2 separate regions of the Hordeum vulgare genome follow, and region 1 is linked to region 2. A link is a contact called in public Hi-C data. All regions are on one chromosome and are shown on one strand. The core of a region is the stretch at or near the end of the contact, and the rest is flanking DNA. Distances in the headings are between cores, read along the strand shown.

Region 1 (6,205 bases), core at 730-3,229, 240 kb after region 2:
TGATCTGCTAGCTGAAATTTCAGTACCTCCACGAATCATGTCAGATGTCGATGGTGCCCTCAAGTCAAAGCATATGAAGACTGATGTCGATGAGTATCTTAAGGTGATAGCATTTATTTATATATGTTGAATTGCTCATGTTGCCTGGGACCTTTATTTTACAGCTTTGTTGAATCTTGACCTGTATTGTGCAGAGACCAGAAGGCTCATCCTTTTTGAGTGATCTGAAGCAAAAGTTGCTGCTGCCCCAGAATGAAGCTAATGTTGCTGGGACACGCTACAATGTGCCTTTGATGAATTCACTTGTTCTCTACATTGGCATCCAAGTGAGTATCTTTTTCTTGTCATGAGGTGAAATTACAGTAGGAATTGCTTCTTCTGAGTACTTGTTCATAGAACAGTTCTTTCCTACAAAAAACTTGAGATTGTCCTCTTTTCGTGTCTTTGTGCATGCTTTTTTTTCTCTCTTCTTTTATTTGTTATATGTCATATTCTAACCTGGTATTTGGAAATACAATAACATTTCAGGCGGTGCAACAACTGCAAGTGAACAAGGCTAATGCGTCTGCTGCGTCAGGACAGCAGATTAATCATAGTACAATGGATATTTTTCAGATTGAAACAGCCACTGAATTTTTCAAATATCTTGTAACAAACTTGGATACAGAGGGGCGCTACCTATTTTTGAATGCGATCGCTAACCAACTGCGCTACCCGAATAGCCACACACACTACTTCTCCTTCATCATACTGTATCTATTTGCCGAAGCTACCCAGGTATATGTTTCAGTTTTTTACTCCTCGTATAATGGACATTTTATTCTTATTTGATAGCCTCCGCCAAATTTTGTATTTGCTGTTTTTATCCGACTGACCTCATAACATATCTTTCCAATAGCCTCAATGCCATGCCCCTAAAAGAAAAAAAAAACTTGAATGCTACGAACTTGTTTGGTGCAAGTGAGTGATTGAATCTAGTGTGTTTGCATGTTAACTAACAATGGAGTTGGAACTCGAATTTGCAGGAACATATCCAGGAGCAGGTAACCAGGGTTCTCTTGGAACGTCTGATAGTGAACCGTCCTCACCCCTGGGGATTACTCATTACCTTCATCGAGCTGATAAAGGTAGGCTCTCCACGTGTATTTTTCTTTTTTATGTTTGGCGAAATCAAGCATCGCAATGTCACTCATGAATGCGAAATTATTACTTTGTTAGAACCCGCGCTACAACTTTTGGAACCGATCCTTCACACACTGCGCGCCTGAGATTAAACAGCTGTTTGAGTCGGTGGCAAAGTCATGCGGTGGAGCCGCTGGAAAAGCAGTGGATGATGGCTCTGATGGCGGCCACTAATGCATCTAGTTTCTTGTAAATAGTTGCTGCCTGTCATGGCCTGTCTAATGGGACGATGAGCGGTCTGACTTGCTGGCAGATTTGTTTTGTATCATAGTATTGTAACTGGATATTGTGTGATGAGGATTGTAGCGAACCGTCTTAACCATTAGATGTTTCATAGTTAATGCAAATATTACTCTTCATATTGTTTGTGAAAATCAGGTGTTTTGTCTTGTCTTGGTAATTTGTTAGTGGTTGTAGCCCTGTCATGATTTTGGTTGCTGGAAAGGGTCTTTAAATCGCTGAGCAAGCAATAAACAGTTAGGTCTTAGTACGAAGTTAGTATAAAGCTGAGTCATTTATTTTGCAGTAAGCTAATCAATAAATGCTTAGATTTTATAGTACCGATTGAATTTAAATCAATAAAATATGTAAGTTCTATGGTACTGAATGGGCATCCTCTAACCCTCCTTAGTTGAATTAATATTTACTTTTAAAAATTTAGCTAATTGAACTAAGTAGGTTGCGGGCACCCTAAAGTTCTATATTTTATGGGAGATGCTGTGAGGGGCAGCATCTGTCGGGATTCGCATAATCTCGTGTGGTCCAGGCTGTATTATTGGATTAATGTGGTTCGATTTAATACACCCAATTTGAACCCTAATCCCTCCGCCCTGTGGTTGTAGTCGCCGCCATCTCTACCCCTGTGTTTGGGTTCTGTGGTCTTTTACATTTGTGTCCCTAAATCGAATCTCTACACATATTTATCCTAATTTTAGAGCATGCTCAAATTTATCCCTCTGCCATTAAGTGACCTTATAGAAATGCACTTCTGTTTTCGTTCGGTCAAAGGGATTTGACTATCTACAGGGCATTTGTTGGACATTTTGCCCCTGCCTTCATTTGTCACTTACATGTAGAACCTAGTCAGAAAAAAGGAGAAGGAAAAACTCTTTCTCTTACCCCTCTACATGTGGGCCCCAAACAAAACAAAGAAATAAAGAAAAAAAATCCCTCCCGCCTCTTTCCCCTGTCTCACGACCTCTTTGTCTCACCTCCGGCGAGCACCGACTAGCTCCCCACGCGTCACACTTCCGGTGAGCGTCCGCTGCCCTGGACAGTGCGTCGCCGGCACTAGCTCCCCACGCGTCACAGCCCTCCCTGCATCCCATCCTCACTCTCCCGCCCTCTCTCTTGACTGTGCCCTGGACTGGCGGCGCGCTCCGGTGACCAAAGCCAAGACGGCGATTGTCGGAATCGCAACTCCGACGACCAACTAGTTGATAGAGAGTACAGTTTGGACGAGTGCGATGAAGCGCGTCCAATGGTACCAACAGAGCATGCAGGGGTGGTCGGAGTCAACCGCAACGACGAGCTAGGCGGCGTCCGACGACGGTGCTCGATGGATTCGAGAAGAGGACTCGACGACATCTTAGGGGCACCAAGAACACGACGGAGACATTGATTTGTGGTTTAGCAGCACAGGGGCGAAGGATCGACGATGGCACTCCGGTGGTCGATCCGGTCATGTTTGTGGGGTCCTGCTCGAGCTGCTACTAGGAGTAGACGAAGTCGAGGCGTGCACGTCTCCTGGACAGCTTTCCAGCCGTCTGTGAGGACGATGGCCGCAACAACGGCGAAGATCATGACGACGGCTGTTCTGGGATGCGGCTGAAGGGAGGAGAGCGAAGGAGGGAAGGGGGAGGTTAGATAGGGCTGTTCAGGGGCCTACGGGTGTCGCTAAGTAGCCCTACTCGAGCTACTGCGGCGGCAGCTGTCAAACAACGACCGACGATGGTACGCCCCGGCACGTGCAGTGATGAGCTGAGGAAGACGGCGGTTGGGGAAGGTGGGTTGGGCCTGGCGCTGTGCACTTGGGCCAAAACGTAAGCACTCCCTTTCTTCTCTTTTAATTTCTATTTTTTTCAAGGGTAAAAATGTCCAACAAATGGCAGAGGGGCAAATTTGATTGGACAGAAACAAAAACGGAATGGAAGGACAACTCTGTAAGGTCACTTAACGGCAGAGGAGCAAATTTGAACATGCTTCGAAATTAGGGGTAAATCTAAATAGGTGGTTCAACTTAGGGACATAAATGCAAATGACTTTTATTTATCAACTTCTTTTGGATGATTGACGTGTAGTCTTGTGGTTTTGAATGGCTTTTGTTTGTGGTTTTGAATGGCTTTTGTTTGGATGTCAGTCTCCACGGTCCTGTGAGGCTGCTTGTCGGTGGAACATTGTATTGCAAGGCGGCTGAGGCTGCTTGTCGGTGGAACATTGTATTGCAAGGCGGCTAGCGGTCGCCATGTCGGTGTCGTTGCAACATCGCGGTGCTTACAGGAATGTCGCATTGCCGACTCTTTGGGGGAACAATGTCACATTGTCGATGCCTCCTTAACTTTGTTGATGTTGCACCCGCTACAAAACATTGTCGATGTGCAACCACTGCAAGAGCGTCGCCGATGCTTCAACTAGTGAGAGTGAAGGCCGGCGATGTTGGTGGACAACAAGGTTGCAATGCTATTGTGAAGCAAAGGATGGTGGCGCACACACTTTTAGGTTAGAAAGGGAATGCCAAATGCACGATGGCGATTGATCTGATGGCTCAGGGGCGGCCAATTTCAGACAAATGTTTTGTAGCTGTTGTCACGTACTACAACACTTCAGGATTACCGACACCGATTTTACCCCCTTGATTTGTTAAGTTCAGCAAAGAATTTAGGATTTATAGTAGGAATGCCAGAGAGCAAAAGCATACCTTCCAATTTGCACCTCATTTCTCAATCTGAGTCATAATGTGGCCATGATTAACCCAGTCATGGATTCATAATTTGCACAAATTACTAACAATTACAAATGAAACATACCAAACTTTCAGGAAGACTATACTCTATTATGCCGAGTGCAAACAACCCATGACGAGGGGAGACCATACACATTACATATAATAACGACTCCATACCGAACCTTTCTGTTCGAGTCTCTCTGAGACCGCCTTGTGTGCTTATGAGTACTCTAAGTAACAAACTAGGAAAAAAAAAATCACACGGTGAAGTTAAGTTTTAAGGTAATCAGAGGGGTTCAAAGTAGAGGAAACCATAACATACCTTTCAGTTCTGCTAGGATTCTAAGCCATCAAGATAATTGGATCGGCACTGAAAATCTGTCACACGAGAGAGATACAATCACTAAAAGTGGACCTCCAAATTGGTGATCACATCACATTCGAGGGCTTGGGCACAATCCTGTTGGGAGAAGCATCCGAAGAGCAATTCCATGTTCCGTTTTATGGTGAAATGTGGTAAACGAGATTTGCATTACGCGCTTACAAACAAGTTTTCTGCCCTCGGCAATCTTATATAACCCTCTATTTTATTGGAGGACATGGTATGTTCGTCATCAAACCATCCATGGGCATGCTTATGCCTTGTGCAGGGTTTGTGCCTCGGCACCATGATTTGTAGACAAGGAAATGACATCTAACTTCCTAAGCACTCAAATTCGACAGAATTATTGAAATCTGAAATTTAATATATGAAAATTTTATCTACTCCTATCATATTAATTGTCGCTGATTTAGTGATTAATATGGATCGGAGGGAGTAGTAACATTGGAAGGACCTGCAACATGAAAAATATCATCCAATTACAACATTTGATGGTACTAACTTCATGATCTATATAAAATACCATTTCAAGAGGCAACACAACTATAATTTTTATTTTATTTTGTACTTTAGTAACACCTATTCACCAGTAACTCACTCAAATACCAGCTGGTAAACGAATTATAACAGTTTTTAGTGAGTGCACGTTGTATTTAAGAGAAACTTTTTAGCAAACAACCATGTCAATAATGAAAAACAAAGTATTTTCCAGAAATATGCCATCTATTAAAGTGAAACAGCAGATACCTCATGTTAACTGGCTTTCCTATTGCTTGGGGCCTTCTGAACATGCAGCCAGAAGGCCGCGCTCAATGCACTGTCAAGAAAAACATAGTAGTCCAAGGTCAAGAAATACCAGATGCAAAACTGTCGAACTGATGACCACAACATACTTATGCCAAAAATATTTGAGAGCCTTTCTTAGCATCCATGCTGTCACTAGGTAACTAGGTGATGTTTTAATCAACCCAAAGTAGCTGGGTCTTTCTGATGATAGGACTATATGTGTTAGCAAAATTGAGTATGTTACTATGTTACACTACAAGCAGTTCCCTTTGGACATGACAGCATTTATGAAGTGAATTATTTTAGAATTTACAAAAGATGGAATGCAACCTTTAAGAAAATATAGAAAATGGGGCATAAAATGACTGGCATGAAGGTACAGCAGAATCTGCTTAGATTTCTCAGGTACCTGAAGAAGATAGCCATGAAGCCAATCTAACGTCTGAGGAAACGAGTTTGCTGAGATGTCAACAACAGTCAATCCCTGATCAGATTTAGACAGTAGGTTAGAGAAAACAAACAATGAAACACTGAACTAGAAAAGATGGCGGATTCAATACAAGACATAACGCAGGTGAAAATACATATACAAGAAACAACATGATCCTTGACTCCTTGGGTAGCTTTTGTTAAATATTGACGTCTTAAAGTAAAATATGACTAGCAGATTTCATGCTTTTAATGGGCAAATACTCTGTTGGAGAGCTGTATGGCAGTTTAAAATTTAACAAATGGGTCAAAATTGCCAATAAACAAATTTCACACTTGACTAATGAAGGAAAAATTACCTGCGACTCAAAAGAGCAAAGATAATCCTGAATAAGTTTGAGGTTGTTTATAAGCTTTCGATGATCCTGAACAACATAACCTAAAAGTCAGATCATAACCTGCAATTTTTTTCCTAAGAAAAA
Region 2 (6,269 bases), core at 215-2,714:
CCCCATCCAGTGGAAATTCGTCTAGAACATCGCTTTTAGAAGTGTTGGGACCTCGTTTTCGGATGCATGTTCATTCGGTAAGTTGTGAGATGACGTCCAAGGTTCAAAAATATCTGGACGATGACAAGGAATGGAACTGATGAACAAGAGAAGTCTGGACATGATCGCGAATGATACTCTCCGTTCTTTGGACATTATTTTACGAATCATTGACGCAAGATACCAATCTTGTCTAACATAAACAAGCGAAATGCAAAGATGAGGGGAAACTGTGTTTAAAGTCTTCAAAATTTGATGTTTTGATAGAAGTTTCACTAAATGGGGTAATATGTGTCACAAATGTACAACTACAAGGTTAAAAGTGGAATTCATTCATAAAATAACATAAATCATTGAGTCTTGTTGCTTGTAGGTTAAGAATTCAGTGATGCTTGTAGCAACAAAAAGTAAGAGACCATAAAAAGAATAAAAAATAAAGGTTTAATCACTCACTTGTGAAGCTTGAAGCCATCTCGTTCAGCTCGAAACCCAGCTCTGTGCTATACAACAACTAGTTAACCTGCAAACAAATTTGTTAGGTCTTCCTAAGCAACCCCGAAAGTGGTTACACGAAATCACTACCAAGCGGTTTACATGATGATATGTGAGATTGACCAGCTCACTCGTGAAGGCCTTATACAATGCAGTGAACTTGCACATGAAGACTTTAATTAACCATGTCCCAAGAGTACGCAATAGTGGGGTATCAAAAAGTGTCGCCTACTTCGCCATAGTCCATCCACGGAAGCCGATCATCTTTTTCAGGGCGAACCACTGACAACCGCTTCCACATCCAAATCAAGAGGGCAAAGTCACATCCACACACACCGAACTTATCTCCGGACTTCTTACATGCTCGATATAAGTAAAACCATAAACGATTATTGCGCCGGCTTCTTACCGAACGATATAAGTACGCGAGGCACGCAGACCCCTAATTGTATCTTGCGTCCCAGTCGACCATGAAGTTTAAACACATCTATATGACAGTGTCCCCTGAGCAGTCTGAAAACATGACCTTTGTTAGGAGATACCGCAAGTAGGCCCTAGTGTACTGCTCCATTGTCCGCTCGTCGGCATCTTGCGAGCATCCGAGCAGGTTGACGGCGAGCCATTTTATCTGTACTAAGCCATTTCAATGTTCGGTTATCTGACACGCCATGGGCCTCACTACATATAGAGGAGGGGGCAATCACTGATGAGGCTTAGTGCCCTTCTCCCGCCAATTGCTCTTCTCCACCTGGCCAATGGGAGGCAGGCCTGGAACGGTAGGGACATGATCATGATGAAATATTCGAGGGTCACTGTCATCTCATCACAAAGGAGATGAAGAGTATGCGTCTTGGCCCACGAATGGTCCATCAGGCTGCCCACCAGCCGTCTCCAACGGCCTTCAACTGGTCAAACCCTACAACCGTGTTTGATGATGGTAGGGTATAATAACCCACGGTCGGGTGCCTCCGCGGTAGAATTGATAACAGAGGGGGATAGGGCATCAACAACACTAATGTGGATAAGTATCCTATGGCCAGACAACCGGACGATAGACAGTTAAACGACAGTTATACCTTAACAGTCTGAAAAATGTCACATCATGAAATAAAAAAACAATTTTCATAAAGGTCAAAATTGTGAATTCGACCACCGGTGACACTACCGCGCGTCGCTCTCTGACGCATACCCGGTGCTGCTATTGTTGTTATGCTGGTGTCTACGTGCCACTAGCAGAATTTGGTGGTCAGACCACCGAATCTTTGAAGCTTATCTAAGTGGTTGTCGGTTACGACGTGATGTCCCGATGGAGTGAGAGTGGACTCGATTTCCTCCCGACAATGATCTATGCCAAGAGATACCATTTTGTTTGGTCCCTTGAGAATTTGGTGGTTCACGGCCCTACACACGAGATACGAGCTAGGGGAAGAATACCAGGTGCTCCTGCGTGAGCTCAGCCGTGGATTTGATACATGGAACAGACGGAGTACTGTTCATGGGCTTACGCAAAATAAGAAATGTTCACATATTTTTATTTATAGCTACTCCAGGCTTTTATACGAGGAGTATGCTTCTTCTTTTTTTTTCCACCAACCGATTGAGAAATAGTAACACTACCTTCAGATCTAGTACGCCTATAAGATTAATAAATGTCGTAAACTATGACATTTATTTTGGATAGGGAGAGTATTTTGGTGCGAGTCCTCTCCTTTCCTAGCGCGACAAAGGGTAGTAACTAGGAAGGGAAAAAAGAGAGGAAAAAGAATAACGCGGAGGCGGAAGGGATAAGGCTGGGTTATTGGAGGGGGAAGCGGTGGGCGGCCCCACATGGGTATGTGTCACATAGACGACGCGGCTTACGATGGGGAGAGCGTTTCTTGTTATTTCTTATCACCAAAGACAATTAATTGATTGAGAAACTATGGAACACACTATTGGTTAGGTGCCTTAGAGGGTGCTTGGATACGCTTTAATCCCATGACTAAAACTTGTGAGACTAAAACTTGCTAGCCTCATCCATGCTTGGATGCAAATACTAAAGAGACTAAAATCAAGTTAATAAGCATTTATTATCCTGTAAACCCTCCAATCCAAAACTCGTCTGAGGAGTTAAATGAGGAGAGAGAGGACTAATGCACATTTTAATAGGGGTGCCCCTGACTAAAAGATTTTAGCCTCAAGACTAGTTTTAGCCTCTCTTTAGTCAGGGGTGCTTGGAACTTTAACCTCTTAAAGAGACTAGTTTTAGTCAGACTAATTTTAGTCCCTTGGATCTAATCACCCTCTTAGAATTTGTTGCTACAGACGGTCAGGTCGTCTCCTTCTCCCTCCCAGCTGCCCCTATACATCTTCTTCCTGATCCCCCATCCAACGTTTTATGGGTTGCCTGCCACCCATCTATCAAATAGCAAACGGTTTTGCTAACACATATCTAGATGTGAGATACGTATTGCACATCTAAGTTTTATATCATTGATCTTACGTGAAGATTCATGTGCATATTTTTTTCCTTTTGTTTTTCTTTTATACTTGATTTAGTTATTTAGATCAGATGTGCAATAACTATGTCACATCTAGATGTGTCTGTTTTTGCTAAAACACATCTACATGTGAGATAAGCATTGCACATTTAAGTTTTATATCATTGCTCTTACTTGAAGATTCGTATGGGTATTCCTTTTTTTTCTTTTTCTTTCTACTTTATTGAGTTATTTAGATAGATGTGTAATAATTATGTCACATCTAGATGTGTCTTAGATACATCGAATAGCAAATGCTGAGAACTATATTTTGAATCGACCCTAACAAATAGCAAATGCTGAGAATTATATATGCAACGACTTGTAGATCCACGTACTGCTGCGAGTCGATCAAACTGTTTTATTAAGTACACCGTAGCCGGACCGACAGTTAATTATGTATACGACATGTAGCACATACGTGTAAGACATTTCTTACTTGGAGCAAGTTCGTACTATTTCCTTCATCCGAAAATATTCGACAGAGAAATAGATGTATCTAAACATATTTTAGTTCTAGATACATTCATGTTTATTTATTTTTTTGACAAGTATTTCTTAACGGAAGGAGCACGAACGAACAAGGGTAACATAGTCACTGGTCCGATGGATGTTGTCGGTAGTTCGTTTTCACCTGAAACGAGTGTGTGGTCGACTCGTCGTTATTTACATCACATCTTGTCACACTGCGCGGGCTCGATGACCAGCTTGTTGCCGGCCAAATCATGGACAATGTGCATGTTCTGCTGCTGGAAGTTGCCTATCATTGTCCGATCATCGTCACCCGCCAAAACTACGACGCACAGCTGGTCCGAGTCGGGGTACTCCGCCATGTAGTTCTCTCGCGGAAGCTCCCAGTCCGCGCCCTCCAAATGCAACGTCATCTTGGGCACCGGCACCTTGCTCGCGTCCGGCACCGACTCCGTGGAGAAGCACTGCAGGGTGGGCTCGCCGGTGTCGTTGTAGGAGGTATGGGGCAGCGGCACCTGCGCCACGAACGCCTCCCAGAGGCTCCGAAACACGGCCCGCGGGAAGGCGGTGATGGCCGTGCCTGAGTCGATGATCGTCCCGCCGGAGCCGTCCGCCTTGACCACGAACGCCGACTCCGGGACAGCTAGCCGCGTCTTGCCGACCGTGATGCCTTTCAGAGAAAGATAGTAGTATTCGGGGTGGTTGGGTAGGAACGGAGTGGATAGAATCGGCCCCGTGGCGTGCGCTCTCAGGCCGTCCGCCGGAGCGCCGCCTAGGAACACGGGGGTGCTCTTTGACTCGAATATGGTGGTGAAGCAGTAGGAGAAGCTGCTGACCCCGAGCTGCCTAGGCAGCGACAATGGGCCGCGGCCAAAGCCGGCGATGCCTGTCTCGTTGGAATGGAAGTTGCCGGTGTTGTACTGGCCACATCCAAAGACAAGATCCGGCACGGTCACCTTGCCGCCGCCCTTGCCGTCGAAGGTGAAGGAGTCTTTGGCGAGCTGGCCAATTGTGACCGAGTTGTCGCCGTAGTTGACTTGGTACGTGCACCCGCCGAGGAAGCACGCGTGTGGGCGCAGGGCTCGGCAGATAGGGTCCGTGCACAGGACGCCGTGGACGGTGTCGGAGGCGGAGGTGTCGAACCTCGGGAGAGGCTGCGTGAAGCAGTCAAAGCACGGCCGGCACTGCGTCCAGACGACGTCGCTACCGGTGTCCACCTCCAGCGCCACCTGCTGCGGGCGTGGCGTGCCGATGCCAAAGTGGATGAGGTACTCGGTGTAGCCTACGACGTGGGAGCCACTCGCCACGGGCGCGGTCACCCTCACCGGGGTGCCGGACCTAGATGGGCATAGCTGCTTGGCAGCGCGTGCCCTCGACCGGAGGACCATCCGGCGGAGCAGCTCGTTTCTGGTGAAGCCACGGCCGCTGTCGATGTGGGTGAGGTCGGCGCGTAGTCCATGGTGATGGTTGGCCGAGCCGGAGCCCGAGGTGGCCGGCCATGCCAACAGGACCGTCATCAGGATAACGTACTGCTTCATCTTCATGCTAATTAGTAGTATTCTTATTACTCCAGTCAGTCAGTGTTCGTTTCGAGCTAGCAACCGTGGGCATGTTTATATAGCAGCCATTCTTGTGACAGCTAGCTGTGAGAAGGCGAGAGCATTTGGACAAAAAACAGCAGCTGACAAGGACGACCATCGACGTCCTCACCATTCATCATCCACATTCTTGCTACTGCGGCATATCGATGCTCAAAGCCTGAGAAAAAGCAGCAGGAAATATGTTTTGTGCCCTTGACATTTCTTTTTATTCATCATTGCATCTGTCATTGCATCATTGTCTTTGCCTTTCTGTCTTTGCTGGAGAAAACAAAATTACTCCCTCCATTCCACGATGTAGCACGCTGGCGTTTTTCATGATATATGTATTTAACAAACGAGACCGATTGCGACGAAACCAAAAATTAGATCGCTGAATTCGTATTTTTGATATGAATTCAATGTATAAGTTTAATCAAACTCATGATCAAACTTAGATCATGAAAAACGAGGACATACTATATTGTGAAATGGAGGGAATATTTCTTAAGTTGTACTCACTCCGTAAACTAATATAAAAACGTTTAGATCACTATTTTAGTTATCTAAACACTTTTATACTTCCTCCATCCCAAAATAACTGTCTCAAGCTTAGTTCAATTTTATACTAGAGCTAGTACAAAGTTGAGACACTTATTTTAAGACGGAGGGAGTATTAGTTTATAGAGCGAGTACTAGTGATGTGAAAAGGCGAGTGCATTTGGGACACAGAATTATTCTGGTGACAGCTGTGAAAAGGTGAGTGCATTGGGAAAAAGCAGCAACAGCGTGACAAGGACAGGCATTGACGTCCTCACCGATCATCATCGACATTCTTGGTACTACGGTATATCAACCTTCAGATGCTTAAAGCCTAAAAAAGCAGCATGCAATATGTTTTGTGCCCTTGACATTTCCTTTTGTTCATCATTACACCTGTCATTCCACCATTGTCCTCGCCTTTCTGTCTTGAAAATTCAAGGGCTCGTCTGAAAATTGCATATAGTGATCTCTCTAAATTTTATTGGATAACAATATGCAATTTCTATATATGTTCCATTGAATGGTTAATTGAGGATTGCATAGGATAGCAATATCTTTCATTGGAATCATATAAAGATCAATTTCTCTTTAGTTGTAGTGAAACAATTTTCCTTGTTGCATATTTGCA

The links. A called contact is a pair of places that touch in the nucleus more often than the background predicts.
Region 1: a Hi-C map of leaf shows a contact between it and region 2, with 3 times the contacts expected there. The contact joins two enhancer-like sites. A contact is called at or near these places in 3 of 6 Hi-C or Micro-C datasets (all in leaf).

The regions. Positions count from the first base shown.
Region 1 is chr4H:603,688,657-603,694,861 of MorexV3_pseudomolecules_assembly, forward strand. It overlaps LOC123449980 (CCR4-NOT transcription complex subunit 1-like), which reads left to right. Exons shown (of 51, transcript XM_045127367.1): 47 at 1-103; 48 at 195-326; 49 at 529-777; 50 at 1,026-1,127; 51 at 1,219-1,556. The coding sequence ends at 1,356. LOC123449981 reads right to left here. Exons shown (of 17, transcript XM_045127372.1): 13 at 6,083-6,148; 14 at 5,704-5,778; 15 at 5,256-5,325; 16 at 4,449-4,962; 17 at 4,097-4,354. The coding sequence ends at 5,275. Among protein-coding and RNA genes, the nearest start is that of LOC123449981, 9.7 kb to the right of the region's middle. Within about 2 kb of position 1,980, at least 3 of the 3 cell types and tissues checked have open chromatin away from gene starts, as enhancers often do. A contact at or near this core is called in leaf, where this site is marked.
Region 2 is chr4H:603,452,052-603,458,320 of MorexV3_pseudomolecules_assembly, forward strand. LOC123447521 (aspartic proteinase nepenthesin-1-like) reads right to left here and starts at 5,101. Exons shown (of 1, transcript XM_045124128.1): 1 at 3,471-5,101. The coding sequence starts at 5,065. The coding sequence ends at 3,722. Within about 2 kb of position 1,465, at least 3 of the 3 cell types and tissues checked have open chromatin away from gene starts, as enhancers often do. A contact at or near this core is called in leaf, where this site is marked.